Linked DNA regions of Mus musculus: region 1 is linked to region 2. Evidence: chromatin contacts called from public HiChIP or PLAC-seq data. All regions are on one chromosome and are shown on one strand. Each heading gives the region's core, a stretch centred on a gene start, on an enhancer-like site or on the middle of the called end of the contact. The rest is flanking DNA. Distances are from core to core; before and after follow the strand shown. Region 1 overlaps Coro2a (coronin, actin binding protein 2A). Region 2 holds the start of Tbc1d2 (TBC1 domain family, member 2).

Evidence for each region. HiChIP or PLAC-seq counts read pairs in DNA pulled down with a chosen protein or histone mark.
Region 1: an H3K4me3 HiChIP or PLAC-seq map of bone marrow-derived macrophages shows a contact between it and region 2, with 2.9 times the contacts expected there. The contact joins the enhancer-like site here to the promoter of Tbc1d2 in region 2. A contact is called at or near these places in 6 of 39 promoter capture datasets (the C10 cell line, hematopoietic stem and progenitor cells, liver and 3 more), 3 of 15 datasets of contacts at CTCF or cohesin (the G1E-ER4 cell line, large pre-B cells and pro-B cells), 51 of 484 Hi-C or Micro-C datasets (B cells, the Ba/F3 cell line, the C10 cell line and 34 more), 13 of 115 datasets of contacts at active chromatin or transcription factors (the HPC-7 cell line, acute myeloid leukemia, bone marrow-derived dendritic cells and 6 more) and 6 of 9 other capture datasets (adipose tissue, bone marrow-derived macrophages, embryonic stem cells and 3 more).

What each region holds. Positions count from the first base shown.
Region 1 is chr4:46,553,186-46,560,198 of GRCm38.p6, reverse strand. The region is part of intron 2 of Coro2a (coronin, actin binding protein 2A); the gene reads left to right. Among named protein-coding and RNA genes, the nearest start is that of Trim14, 21 kb to the right of the region's middle. Within about 2 kb of position 1,373, at least 37 of the 459 cell types and tissues checked have an H3K27ac peak or open chromatin away from gene starts, as enhancers often do. A contact at or near this core is called in the Ba/F3 cell line, the CH12 cell line, ECoMG-derived neutrophils and 9 more, where this site is marked.
Region 2 is chr4:46,647,127-46,654,511 of GRCm38.p6, reverse strand. Tbc1d2 (TBC1 domain family, member 2) reads left to right here and starts at 4,313. Exons shown (of 13, transcript NM_198664.3): 1 at 4,313-4,843. The coding sequence starts at 4,478.

The DNA.
Region 1 (7,013 bases), core at 124-2,623, 91 kb after region 2:
TCTCCCAAGCCCTGACCACCTCTGAAAGGTTCTGTCCACCAAACGAGTTTCATTGTTCACTCATTAAGGAATTAATTAGGGCAGGGGATGTGGCTGGCTAGGAGAGTCCACAAGGCCATGGGTTTGATTCCCAGGGTTGGAAAAAGAATGAACTGGTTGGTTCCTGGTTTTTCCTACTCGGATTCTTTCTACCTTGCGTGAACCTACTGATGAGAATCCTGGCGTGTTCAGACAATGGATATCAAGTTCATGTGATGAGGGATGACATGGGTTAGGGAACAAGCCTGCTTCACACAGGACGGTCCAGGAAGGCCTTCTTGGGAAGATACCCCTAGACAATGGCTTCAACTCTAAAGAAAGTGTCCAGGCGAAGCAGAACCAGAAGCTAAGACCTGGGCATGAGGGGTGTTCACGTCTCCCGAGCAGGAGCATGGCAGAGCCGTGCTGAGACTGTGGGGAAGGTGATTGGAGCCTCAGAAAGTCTGGGAAGCCACCGGAGCTGAAACTCAGCCTGGTCCTAGATAAGATTTATGAATCCTTTGCGTTCTTTTTCTTCTTTAATTAAAACGACCTCCTAGCCCACGCTGACCTGCCCTCTGAGCCCGCTGTCTCCACCCTCCTATGTGCTGGAACTATAGGAGTGTAGCGTCACACCTATCGGCCTTTGGGCTGTTTGCAATCTCACACATAGCTCAAGGACAAGTCTCAGACGTCCATGAACGCAGGCACAACTGCTAGTGCCACCTGTGAGCCTAGTCACACCTTTGTGGGACCATAAAGATAAGGTTCAGGGGCAGCTAGGGCATCTGCAGTCCCAGCCTACCCCAGAGCTGCCAGCACTTCTGACACCCATCTAGAGTATTTCAGGCTAACTACACACACTCCTTTTTAAATTCTTCAATTTTTATTTACATTGATGTACTGACTCCGTGTATGTTTGTGTGAGGGTGACAGATACCCTGGAACTGGGGTTACAGACAGTTGTGAACTGCTTGGGTCCTCAGGAAGAACAGCTCAGATGGCTGAGCCATCTCTCCAGTGCCCAGAACTTTGGCGTGTGTGTGTGTCTGTGTGTGTGTGTGTGCACCGAATTCTGCCTCAGCACGTGTGTGAAGGAAGTGGGTCTCTCATCCCTTATGATCCTGGAAGCAAGCACTCATTTGCACTTGTCACTTTTGATACTTGCAGATTCATAAGCGTGTGCATGAGATAATACAGTGGGATCCTGGGTGCCTTTTTACTGATTACCCACTGCCGATAGCACTGCAGTTCAGTGTCACAAGCTTGATAAGGATGTCCAGGTCACTATTGGGCATACGTGCCACCCACAGACCTCTCCCTGCCCCTCCCGACACAGTCATTCCTCGACACCCCACTTCCTCCTTGACCCCTGACTAGCATCGATCTCTTCCTCATTTCATCGCTGTTATCATTTTAAGGCTGTGTAAAGAGGATCAATTCTGCAGCCTTCTGCGTTTGAAGCCTTTAGCGCCTATCCATCCGGGGGGGGGGGGGGGGGGCTGTGAGCTGCATCTGAATGTGCTTGTCTTTACTCAGGAGTGTGGTTCTCTGGACACGCATCCAGGGTGCTGCTGGGTCAGCAGAGGCACGGAGGGAGGCACAGCCCACTTAGAAGCAGCCTCAGGACTTCCCTTCCCCCTCCCAGAGACCTCTTCTCAGAGATGGCTGACCTTCCTCTCCCGCAGAGTGAAGAAGCAGAGTTAGGGAGCTTGTAAGCTATGTAGGCTGGATGCTTACCAGAAGACAGGACAGGCCTGACAATGGGTGCATGCTTTTCAGAGAAAGTTACCTACCCTCGCCTCTCTTCACAGCAGCCGGGTATATGATCTTGGGCCATTACAGCCCTCAAAGGATGTAATTTGCAAGATTTAAAGTTGAAGCGAAGCTTAAATTTGTAGCTGAAAGCTAAGTAAGATGTAGGAGCTGGGTAATTTATTTTTCTTAAAGAATTTTCTCTTGGAAATGAAATTCTCATGTATACTGTTTAAAAATGAAAGAACACTGATACATTAAACTCAAGGCCACACACATTCTGGCCCTAAATACACAGAGTTCACTGGTTGTTCCTGTCTTGTTTTGTTCTGCTTTGTTTTCCCAGGTGTTGAGACAGGGTCCCTGTGTAGACCTGACTGTCCTGGAACTCATATGTAGACCAGGCAGGCTCACAAAGATCCTGTCTCTGCCTGCCGAGGGCTAGGGTTAAAGATGTGCACCATGCCCAGCTTGTTGCTTTTTTAGTTTGGTTTGATTTGGTTTGGTTCGGCTTGGTTTGGTTCAGTTTGGTTTGGTTTGGTTCGGTTTGGTTTGGTTTGGTTCGGTTCGGTTTGGTTTGGTTTGGTTTGGTTTGGTTTGGTTTGGTTTGGCTTGGCTTGGCTTGGCTTGAACCCTAGATAACCTGGAACTCCCTGTGTAGACCAGAATGGCCTCCTGCTTCTGTCTCCCAAGTGCAGAGACTATAGGTGTGAACATACTACCACACCCCTCCCTCTCTCTCTTTTTCTTTCTTCCTTTCTTTCCATTTGTTACTTTAACATCCTTATTTGAGATGCTTTCCAGAAAACTCGAATTATCTCTGTAGGCAATTTGGCTTCATACTTTTTTTTTCTTTTGACATTTCTTGACTCTTGGCTGACTAGATCATGAAGGGGTTTCACTATTTTCTCATGTGCCCTTAATTTCCTGTGTTTTTCTCTATTGCCTCGGTTGCTGTCTTAAATGGGTATTTAGCCGTTCACCCACTAAATGCTACCTAGTAGGAGGTAGGGATGAAGCTGGTGGAGAGTTCTTTCCTATCATACAGGAGGCATTGGGCCAAAACCCTACACACACACACAGACACACACACACACACACACACACACACACACACACACACCTCTTGGCAGTCTAAAAGTAATGTCCACCCCTGTAATCCCAGCACTTGGGAAGCTGAACCAGAAAGAGAAGCCCTAACCCAGGTGACACAGGGAGACCATGTCCCACAACCAAGCAAGCAAGCCGAGCGTCTGACTGATTCCAGTCCAGGACTGTTCTGAGTGAAGCTGTCTCTCTGTAGTCACTTCCTGGGTGAGTGCTGAAGACAGCTGCTGGATCAGGAGGTAGCTGTGAACGTAAAGTTCTCAGAAACTGCAGGGTAGGTGTGGTGGCACACCCCTGGAATCCCAGCAGTCCAGAGGCTGAGGCAGGAGGATTGCTCAGAGTTTAAGGTCAGCCTGGGTTGCATATTAAGACCTTATCTTTAAAACAAAACAAATTAGACTTTTCGCAGCTCTTTCTTTTTGGTGGGTGGGTGATATGATTATACCCTGCCAAACTAAAGTAGAACTCACCATGTAGTCCCAGGTGGCCTTGAAGTGGAGGCAGTCCTCCTGCCTCCACTTCAAGTGCTTCAGATACAGGTGTGAGCCACCTTTGTTGAGGATCTGAAGTACAAATTTACCTGGACAGCCTGCTTCCTCTTCTTTCCTTTCTTTTCCTTTTCTTTTATCTTTAGGGCAGGATCTATCTTTAGGGCTAGCCTATGTAGCCCAGGCTAACATCAAGTGTGTGTTTTTCTTTGCCTCAGCCTCCCAAAGACAGAGATTACGGGCATATGCCACCACCCCTGGCCACATCCAGTAGTTCTGAATACACTCTAAAGGCAGAGAAAGGGATGGGAACCCACAGTGCCCTGTATTCTAGAGCTCAGCCACACGGCAGCCCCTTAGATGGTAGGGGTATTTGTGCATCCTGGAGCCTCACCTACACTAGTCTGCTTATAGGAAGTATTACCCCCTTTCCTGATGGGTTGCTGGGGCTGGATGAGCTATAGATGAGAAGCCTGGAGCTGGGCATGGCTAGAAAGCCTCCTGATCTTCTCCTAACCCCCCACCAGACCCCCACACTCTCATCCCCCACACACACCCTGCTCCCCACTGGTGCAACGCACTGGCTGTCTATGCTTGGCTTCTCACTGGTTCAGAGGTTGCAGCCAGGCCCAGAGAAGCGTGGGCACAAGGGTGAGTGAAAGCAACAGAGCCCTGATGCCCCTACGGAAAGTGCAGGCGAGGTTGCGGCTTGCACAGCCTTCTGTCCTAGGTGTTGCCAGAGTGTCAGGCCCAGAAAGGGTGCCACCTCAGGCAAGGTGCCTCTCCCCTGTGCACGGAGAGGTGAGCCTCTGGAAGAAGGCCAGAGGGTGAGTTTCACAACCTACCCTGCAGCCTTGGTAACTGAAGTCTGCTGGGGTACAAAGGGGAACGGCAAGTTGTGGGCAGAAGCTGCCTGGGGCCTCCAAACAGGAACAGAAAGGGTGGCTGTACCAGAGCCTCCCAGGGTACGAGGGATGTGGACTTTGGGTGAGGTGTAGAAGAAAGGAGAACGCAGACAGAGCCCAGGAGGTAGGCCCTGAGACACTGATGCGCGGAACCAGATCAAAGGGGCCCAGGGCCTGAGAGTCCAAATGATCGCCATAACTGTGCTGGTCTAGAAGAAATGGAAAGGACAGTTCACTGGGTTCCTAAACTGGTGTAGGAAGAAGGGGTGTGTGTGTCTGTCTGTCTGTGTCTGTGTTCCTGAGTACATGTTTGTGTGTGGGTCTGTGTGTATATGTATGTGTGTTTATCTGTGTGCATATCTGTCTTTCCATATGTGTGTGTATACATGTATGTATGTATTATGTATGTATGCATGTATGTGTGTGTGTATATATATGTGTGTGTGTGTATGCATATGCCTGCCTGTGTGTCTTCTGTGTGCATGTATGCATGAGTACATGCATGTGTGTATGAACATATTTGCATGTATGCATGAGTATATGCATGTGTGTATGAACACATTTGCATATATGCATGTATGTGCTTGTGTGTGTGTATGCACATGTGTACATGTGTATATTGGTAGGTAAGTGTGTGTGTATGTCTGTCTGTCTATCTGTGTATGTGTCTGTGTGTGTATTTGACTTTACCCCCACCATTAGAACAGTTTGTTCTCACACTAAGTATATCCCTGGGCCTTGGAACATACCAAGCAACAATTAAAGTTGGGTGTGTTTTGGGTGTAGCCCAGTGGTAGTAAAGGCAGCTTAGCATGTATGACACCCAGGTTCCCTCCCCAGCACCCTACAAAGCTGTAGATGGATAGTTGCGATGGCTTCAGATGGATCGATGCAGGCTGGTGTGGAGAGCCTTATGCCCAGGCACGTTCTCAGCCCTTACTGCAAATGGCTACACACACACACACACACACACACACACACACACACACACACACTGTGAGTGAATTTTTTCACTTCCCCTATTCTGTAGAGGAAGAAGCCAAGGCCCTGGGCCGAGCTCAGAGACCCAGCTTGAACAGTAATGAACTCGGGATAGCAGAGGTTCGACCCCAGGAAGCAGGAGTCAGCTAAATTGCTCTATACCTTGTGACTTCTCTGTTCTCCTCCCACCTAGGCCTCCCAGGCTCCACTCTGCAATTGGGAGGAGCTTGAAGCAGTTCCCTTTCTTATAGTAGGGAGAGCAATGCTCCCCAGGCCCACCATACAGCTCTCCCCATCCCCAGACCCAGATCTGTAGCTGCCCCACCCCCACCCTTCATTGTACCTTGTAGGGATCCTAACTTCCTACCCTCTCTGCCTGCCTCAGGGCAGCCCCTGTTGGCTTGTAGTCCTATATAGGCTTGGCAGCCAGCGCCTGTAACCAGCCAAGCCTGGCTTGGGTTTGAGAAAGGCAGCACTGTCACCCTTGACTTAAAGCTTTGTGTCCCAGTAAACCAGAAGCCCCTCCCTGGCTGAGTGCTGATCTAATGGACCAAAAGGTAAAAGCGGCCTCCTAATTATAAATGTCGCTCCGGACAGGCTTTTAGCAGCCCAGTCAATAGCTTCAGACAACTAATGTCACTAATGCCCTGGGTCTTGAGTGGGAAGACAGTGGGCTGATGTGACTTCTGCTCTGGGGGCCCCAGAGGAGCCTAGCTCTGATGGTCAACCTAGCCCTGAAGCAACAGACTCTACAGGAGGTGAGGGTGTGGTGTCAATGGCCTCTTGGCAGCTTGCCTAGGGTTAGCCCAAGACCTGCCTGACAATTGGCATTTCCTGCGAAACCTGCAGGGCAGAAATGAGGGCATGGCTCTGAGCCAGAGAACAAAGATAAAGGCCCAGAGCAGTCAGGCTTTCAGCAAAAGATTCTGTACTGCCATGCCCTTTGACCCAGGAAATGGTACAAGAAAAGGGAAGGAATGTAGGAAGCAGGGCCAGGGCAATTCAGAGAAGATGAGAACTCCTCAGAGCACAGGAAGTCCACCAGAGGTTCACTACAATCTGTTGGGCAGAGGCCCAGCTCTATTCCGCTGAGTCCCAGTGGCCTTGGGAGCATCCCTCCTCTAGCCTGCTTGAGAGTATTGTTATCCATTAGTGATGCCTGCCACAGGCACAGCATTAGAAAGCCTGGCCTGTGTGCTCACCATTCCTACACTCCTGAACATGCTTTGAACTCTAGAACCAATTCTCCGCTAATCCTAGAAGGACCACCTTTTCAGAAATTTTGTAGTTCTGATCATATCGTTTAAGGGGAGTTCTCACTTCATAGTCCTGGCTGATGGGGAACTTGATATGTAGATCTGATTGTGTTCAGCCTAGGGAAGGTCAGCCCTTCTGCCTCTGCCTCCCGAGTACTGGGATTACAGAAATAAATGCCTTTTCTGTTTTGTGCTCCCCCCCCCCAAAAAAAATGGAAAATTGCTTTCAAAAAATAATAACAATAGTGTGGTCACGCCTATAACCCCAGCACATAGTAAGCAAAGTCGAGGATTAAAAGTACAAAACTAGGGGTTGGAGAGATGGCTCAGTGGTTAAGAGCATCGGGTGCTCTTCCAGAGGTCCTGAGTTCAATCCCCAGCAACCACATGGTGGCTCACAATCATCTGTAATGGAATCTGATGCCTTCTTCTGGCATGCAGATGTACATACAGATAGAACTCTCATGTATATATATTACATCTTTTAAAAAATTACAAAACTA
Region 2 (7,385 bases), core at 3,064-5,563:
CCCCTCTTCTTCTTGACAGGAGTAAAGAGACACAAACAAAACAACTCATATATAGCACAGGCTACCCTTGAACTTGCTATGGAGTGTGCTGGCCTTAAACTCCTCTTCCTTCCACCCCTACCTTCCAAGTACCATCAACTGCAGCCTTGTGCATAGCTGTCTCAAGGTGTCCTCGGAGTGTCCCAGATGGCTGGCTCAGGCATGAAGACAGTTGGGATCACTGTGTGACTGGTAGTCTTTATGGCTATAAAGATGGGCAGCAAAGATGCTGTATGGTTTCTATAAACTCAGCCCAGGGAGTATCACTTTTACAAGGTGTGGTCCTGTTGGACAGGATGTGGCCTTGTTGGAATAGGTGTATCACTGTGAGTGTGGGCTTTAAGATTCTCATCCTGCCAGGCGTGGTGGCAACGCCTTTAATCCCAGCACTTGGGAGGCAGAGGCAGGCGAATTTCTGAGTTCGAGGCCAGCCTGGTCTACAAAGTGAGTCCCAGGATAGCCAGGGCTACACAGAGAAACCTTGTCTCGAAAAACCAAAAAAGAAAAAAAAAAGATTCCCATCCTATCTGCCTGGAAGTCAGTCTTCCACCAGCAGCCTTCAGAAGATGTAGAACTCTCAGGTCTGCCTGCACCATGCCTGCCTAGATGCTGCCCTGCTCCTCCTCAATGATGGACTGAATCTCTGAACCTGTAAGCCAGACCAATTATATGTTGTCCTTTATAAGAATTGTCTTGGTCATGGTGTCTGTTCACAGCAACAAAACCCTAACTAAGACAGAAGCCAATAGCTTCTAACTAGAAAGCCATGTCCCCCACTCTGGTGTGTTTATTTACAGGAATATAAACATGAGAAGAGTACTTATAAACTTAGCATATCATAAACATTAACAGTGTAGGGAATCTCGAAACCAGCTCAACACACCCCAAGACACAAACCTCAACACACAGGACATTTATTTGTCCCAGAGGGGAAAATGGCAGGGAATATGAAACAAAGACTGGAGACAGAGGATGAAGGAGAAGAAGAGAACAAAGGAGAGGGGAAAAAAATAGGTGAGGGAAAGGGGTAAGGGTTATTTGTACTGGAGGACAAAGAGCTGCCCCTGGATAGAGATGAGACAAATGTTGCACATAGGAAAATGGCAATTTATAAAAGTATAAGGGGAAACCCTGTGTTAGGATGAGGTTTTCATTTTAATTCGGCAATGTTAATTAGGTGAGCAAAAGGGTTTTTGTTTTTTTGTTTTTTTAATTTCTGGACTTCATTGGTCACTTAAGATCCATCCTTTGTAACCCTGACAACAGCTGTTCTGAGCTTGGTCTCTATGAGTTAACTAATTTATATGTGCCCTCTGAGCCTGGCTTCTTTCACTTAGAAAAATATTCAAATTCACCCATGTTGTTCCAAAACAAAACCAAAACCCCAGGATTTTCTGACTTTTAAAGATCTACTTTGCAAATCAAAAATACTACAATCTAGAGAAATTGAACAGCTTCCCAAAGCTCACAATTGTGATTGTGCTAAAATTCTAATAGCGGAGTCCATGAACGCTTGTGACTTACCTGAGTGGGGATTCCTGGTAAGAACAGTGTTTTAGGGGCTTCTCCCCTCTCCTATCCAATTACTTATAATGGCCACTTGTACCCTTTAAACTTAAATGGTGGGAGGGTATGTGGATGTGGGTGCACCCGTGGATGGCTCGGGTGTGTCAGTGAGAGGGCTGTAGGAGTCAGTTCTTTCCATTTACCTTGTGGGAGTCAGGGACTGAAGTCACCTCAGTCAGACGCTGCAGTGAGCGACTTATCCACTGAGCACCCCGACAACACCATGTCCTCCTTTACCTAGTTACACAGGGAATTTGATTTTATTCCTAAGGCTTGAAAGAAATTGTCATTAATTTAAAAATTACATTGTGTGTGTGTGTGTGTGTGTGTGTGTGTGCTTGCACAAAGGTCAGATGGTACCGTTTTGGAGTCTGTTCTCTCCTTCTGCCGTGTGGGACCAGGGACAGAACTCAGGTAGGTCATCAGCTTGAGCAGCAAGCACCTTGACCCCAGCCATCTACACAGCCCAAGACTAACTTGTCTGTATTATTTTCACACATTATGTCATTGTGGTCAAGGTATTTGCAGATTCTTTATGGAAACCAAAAAAATCTCTTTCTGACCTGGAACATAAGAGATTGGATGTTCTCTACGAGAGTCAGCCTTATCACAGAATTCTTGGAACTTATTTCCTTTCTACTGACTCTTGTAAAGTCTGAAAGCAGTATGAAAGCCCATTGCAGCCAGGCACGGAGGTGCATTCCTATAATCTCAACAGTTCGGAAGTGGGCTCAAGAGGGTAGCAAGGTAAAAAACTGGGAAAATTATTCAGCTACAGGAAGCAGCCTTTCACTCCTGAGTCTGGTTGAAGTCTCTTGCTTGCTGAGAATATCAAGATGAGGAACAACTGCTTCAGGCCTTTCTCTCTTCCTATTGGTAAACCTGTAATTTTTTAGGAATCTTACTAGAAAGCCCCTCTGGGGTAAGAGATGTTCTAAGTGTCTTGTGTAACTCTAATTGATCCTGGCTTTATCTTATCATATTGTAATTCCAGCCAAGGTACCTCCAGAGCCAGTCTCTCACTATTGGAAAGGAGGTCCAAAATAAAATTTCTTAGTAATCCTTTGAGATGTCACTTGAAGCCACCAAAATAGTACATATGGCTAGAGCTAAGTCCCTAAAGTAAGACTGTGAGAAGTCCACACTCATACTCTAGGGTCTCCTGGGCACCTTTTTAAAACACTCCGATCTGCTTCTTACTGGTTCATCCGCAAGCTCGTCTCTGCAATACAGGTGAGGATTCAGTTTCATGTGGGTTGTGGTCCCTAAAGGTTTGCGAGAACTCACAGCTGCTGTGTCTGGCTCTGCTGCCAATGGCAGGACTGTTCAAAATTCAAAGTCATATTTGGCTACACAGCAAGCTTGAGCCCAGCCTGTGCTGTATGAGATCCTGTCTTAAACAATAATTTAATTGTAGCATTTTCCAGTTTTCAGTGGTGTGAATTCTGCTAAACACCCTATTGTCCTCTTGGTGGCTTACAGCTTTTAAGTCGTTTATTGACTTTCAGTTGCAGCCAACATTTAATGAAGACTCACCCTTTTCTACCTTCTGTATTTGGAGCTTCGGGCATACTATCAAAAACAGTTCTGAGGATAGACAGGTGTGGATCAAGGAAGTACTGAAGGATTTCTTAAAAATGCAAAATTATCAACAGAGGTACGATGGCCAATGTTGATTTGGGATGAGAAAATAATCTGTTTCCAATAAAAAAGACCCCCCCGCCCCCGCGCGAGCGCCTGGTATTTAGTAGACAATACTGATTTGTAACCTTCCCCATCTACAAAATCCAACGCCCAGTGGCCTCTCCAAGTCTAGGAGGGCTCCTTAGTTTCACCATAAATTCTCTTGTTGTGGAGGGAAGGGTAGGTGTGAGCCCTGCCCATCCTTATGTGAGAAAACCTTAGCAAAGTCGCTCAACGATAGAGAATCTTAAAAATATACAGGTACTCAGAGAGGGTCGCTACTGCCATACTTCCACTAAAAAACCCTTGCCTGTAAACGGATCGCACAAGGGAGTTGAGGTGACGGGCAAAGTAACCGGCAAGAAAGATGAGACTCCAGAAGAGAGGTGAACCAGAACAAGGTGTATCGATCTAGTGGCGAAACACGCCTCGGGGCGCTTTGGTAAACTGAGGCAGGAGGTTGAGGGAATCAGTTGGATCCTAGCCCTGCTATTTAAAGCTCTGCTCTGTCCTCGCGGTGCTCCGCGTTCCCGCCAGTGCAACAAGGCGCCCGAGGTAAGGCGACTGGGGCTGTAAGGTGAAATGCGAGCCGAGGCAGGGGTGGTGGAGGAGGTGGTGTCCGACCAGAGCGATCGCGGGAGGTGACTGGGAAAACTTCCAAACTTTTAGGTTCAGGATCGGAAACGGAGCGCTCGGCCAATGGCTGCGCGATGCGCCGTCCCGCGGTGACTCGCGCGGCACCCGTAGAGTGGCGGCTGGAGAGGACGCCATGCTCCAGCGCCTCCACGCGAACCCCACGGCCACGTAGCTTGGCCTGGCTTCCTGCATCCCTCCCCACGCTTAAAGCGCCTCGGAGAAAGAAAAAGCCTTGTTTTTAAACAGAGGCGCCCGCACGCGCCGCGGGCGAACGAAGCAACATGGCCGACAGCGCGGAGGAAAAGCCGGAAGTTGGCTTGGTGGGCGGGACCCGGGGCGGTCCTCGCGTGACAGGGGCGTGGCCTGCCGTCCTGCGCTGAGTTTGCTGTCAAGTGTCTAAGGCGCTCTCTCCGGCGCCGGCAGGGGTGCTCTCCGCCTTCTTCTAGGGGCTGGACCGGACCGGCTCCGCCCCAGCCAGGTATCGCCGGTTCCCAGGTGCCCGTCGGACCTCCCGCATTCCAGTGCCGCAGGCCTGTGCAGCGGGCCAGCAGCGATGGAGGACGCCCCCGAGCGCACTCCCTCTTCCTCGGAGTCCACACAGCCTCCGGGCTTGGCCAGGGAGCCCGAGGTGGTATCTCCCGGGGATTCGGAGGGCTGCGCCCGGCCTCTAGACACGGTCCCTAAGAAACTCTGTGGGTATTTAAGTAAGTTTGGCGGCAAAGGACCCATCAAGGGCTGGAAATGCCGCTGGTTCTTCTACGATGAGAGGAAGTGCCACCTGTATTATTCGCGCACCGCGCAGGATGCAAACCCCTTGGACAGCATCGATCTCTCCAGTGCGGTCTTTGACTGTAAGGCGGACGCTGAGGAGGAGGGCACTTTTGAAATCAAGACTCCCAGCCGGGTTATTACCCTCAAGGTAAGTGGAACTCCGCACTTTACAGCTCGAGCTAGTTTTCAGGGCCAATGCATGGCCACCGCAAATTAACCCGGACGGTGATCACCATCCAGTCAGTGCCCCAGAGCCTGGAGCTGTCCCACTTAGCTTTCACACCATTTCCTTATTGCCTTCCCACAGGCAAGGGTGAGGGACTCCTTTTATGCATTAAGAAACTGATTCATAGACAAAAGGGAATGGCCCAGCCCAGGCATTTACAATGCTGTGGCTCACTTTTTGGAATCTTCCAGTGCTGTTATCAAACCTGGTATTGAAGCAGTCAGGGTACTGTGGTTGCACTCGCTGAGGCCAGGATCTGATTCATATCTTGGTGTTTTGGCCAACGGGAGGGAATGCAGACATGGGTAGGGATTAGGAAGGAAAATATGTAAGTTCACTGATGGGCCTAGATTGTTCATCCAGGCATGCCTGAACTAGTGAGTTCTTAGTAAATGCCTTTTGAATAAACACGTATGCACACACGGAGTGATGGAGCCACAGGTCAGAACCTATCTATCATGTTAAGGGGAAGTGTCCTGTTACCTGTCTGGGAAGATGGATGTGGGCTTAGGTTAGTTCTCTAGGCAGAGGAGTGCAAGGATGAAGGTCTTTCTTTCCACTGCCTGGTCTCTGTCTCCCTATGTCCTCAACCTGCAGCTGTTCAGATACTAGGATGCCGGGAGGTGTAGTTCTCCTTTCCTGGCAGTGTGGCCAGTTGGCTAGGCTGGAATCCAATTTTTAAACAAGAAAGGACATTTTAGAGGTCATGTGGGCTTAGGTCTTGTGTTCCTTCCACAAGACAAGTGCTGTTGGTCAGGGTCCCTCAGCACATGATTTATTTATTTATTTTTATTTTTTTGGTTAGTCCATACATATGCCTGGCTCTGTGCTAGGCTTTGGGGTGTGGATCAAGTCAGACTTGCTCAACTCTGCACCGCATTCTCAAACAGCTCGAGGTGTGATGGGGAAACTGGCAGGCATGGGTAAGTGCCTCATGGAGACTCTGCGAAGAGTTTGGACAGTAACAGTGTGGTGACAGAGGGATCGGCTCCTCCAAATGAGGAGGGGAGCTTTTCAGAAAGACATCGTCACTTTAAACAAGTGGTGATGGGAGAGAGACGATGATGCTGAGAGAGCATAGGCAGACAGGTGGGAAACATAGTGTAAGTACGAGTCACAGGCAAGCAACAGGAGCCTGGCATACATAGGTGCCCAAAGGATGGAGGTGAAGGGGGTGACACTGGGGAGTGAGGCCAGGGCCTTGGACTTTGTTTCTAGGCTGTAGAAGCTGTCTGAGAGCCTTAAGCTAAGAGAGTACAATGAGATTAGAGTGCTCAGAGAGCTCAGCCTGGCTGTTGGGCAGAGAGCAAATTGGGATAAGGAGAAGCTGGTAAGCAGAGAGCCCAGGAGGGGATGGTGGCTGAGCAGGAGCTGTGGCCCTGGAGAAAATGCAGATGACAGAGATGTTAGGCCTGTGGATGCAGGGTATAGGAATTGGCAGGTGGCCTGGTTGCAATAGCGCAGACAGAAGAGGCCTCACGGTGAAGAAAACATCCAGACCCGTGCCATCTGAAGTAAACTCTGGTTAGATCTAAGGGCTGCCTCTCGAGTGCTGGCCTGCCCGTCACAGGGTCGGTCTCCGTCGAACATGTCGAATGAGTTCAGGAGTAAAACGAGGTGCTTGTGTCTGTCTGGGGTCTATCGGGTTGTGGTGACGCCTAAGAGAAATGGAAGTGTCGGAGGAACAGAGTGCGGACAGAAAAGACTGGTAGATATTAGTCTGTCTCATTGATATCTGAGTAGCAGGCCAAGGGACTCCATAGAACTTGAGAGTTCTAGTTGAGTTTGTTTCCTTGAGAAACACCATGGCCAAAAGCAATCTGGGGAAGGCAAGGCTTCCTTACACACCATAGTCCTTCCCTGGGGGGCAGGAACTCAAGCAGGAGCCTGGGGGCAGAGCCCATAGTGGCACCCTGCTTACTGGCTTGCTTTCTCTGGCTTGCTCAGCCTCCTCTGTGTAAGCCGAGAGTACAGTGGTTCTCAGTCTGTTGGTTGCAACCTCTTTGGGGGTTGCCTATCAGACATTTACATTACGATTCATAACAATAGCAAAATTACAGTTACGAAGTAGCTATTAAAATAATTTTAGGGCTGGTGAGATGGCTCAGTGGGTAGGAGCACCCGACTGCTCTTCCAAAGGTCCGGAGTTCAAATCCCAGCAACCACATGGTGGCTCACAACCATCTGTAATGAGATCTGATGCCCTCTACTGGAGTGTCTGAAGACAGCTACAGTGAACTTACATATAATAAATAAATAAATCTTTAAAAAAAAAATAAAAATAATTTTATGGTCAAAGGTCCTCACAGCATAAGAAACTGTGTTAAAGAGTCGCAGCATGAGGAAGGTTGAGAACCACTGACCTAGACATGCCTGCCTGGGTATGGCGCCGCCAACAGTGGGCTGAGCTCTCCTCCATGGATCAGTAACTAAGAAAATGCCTCACAGACATGGCTACAGGGCA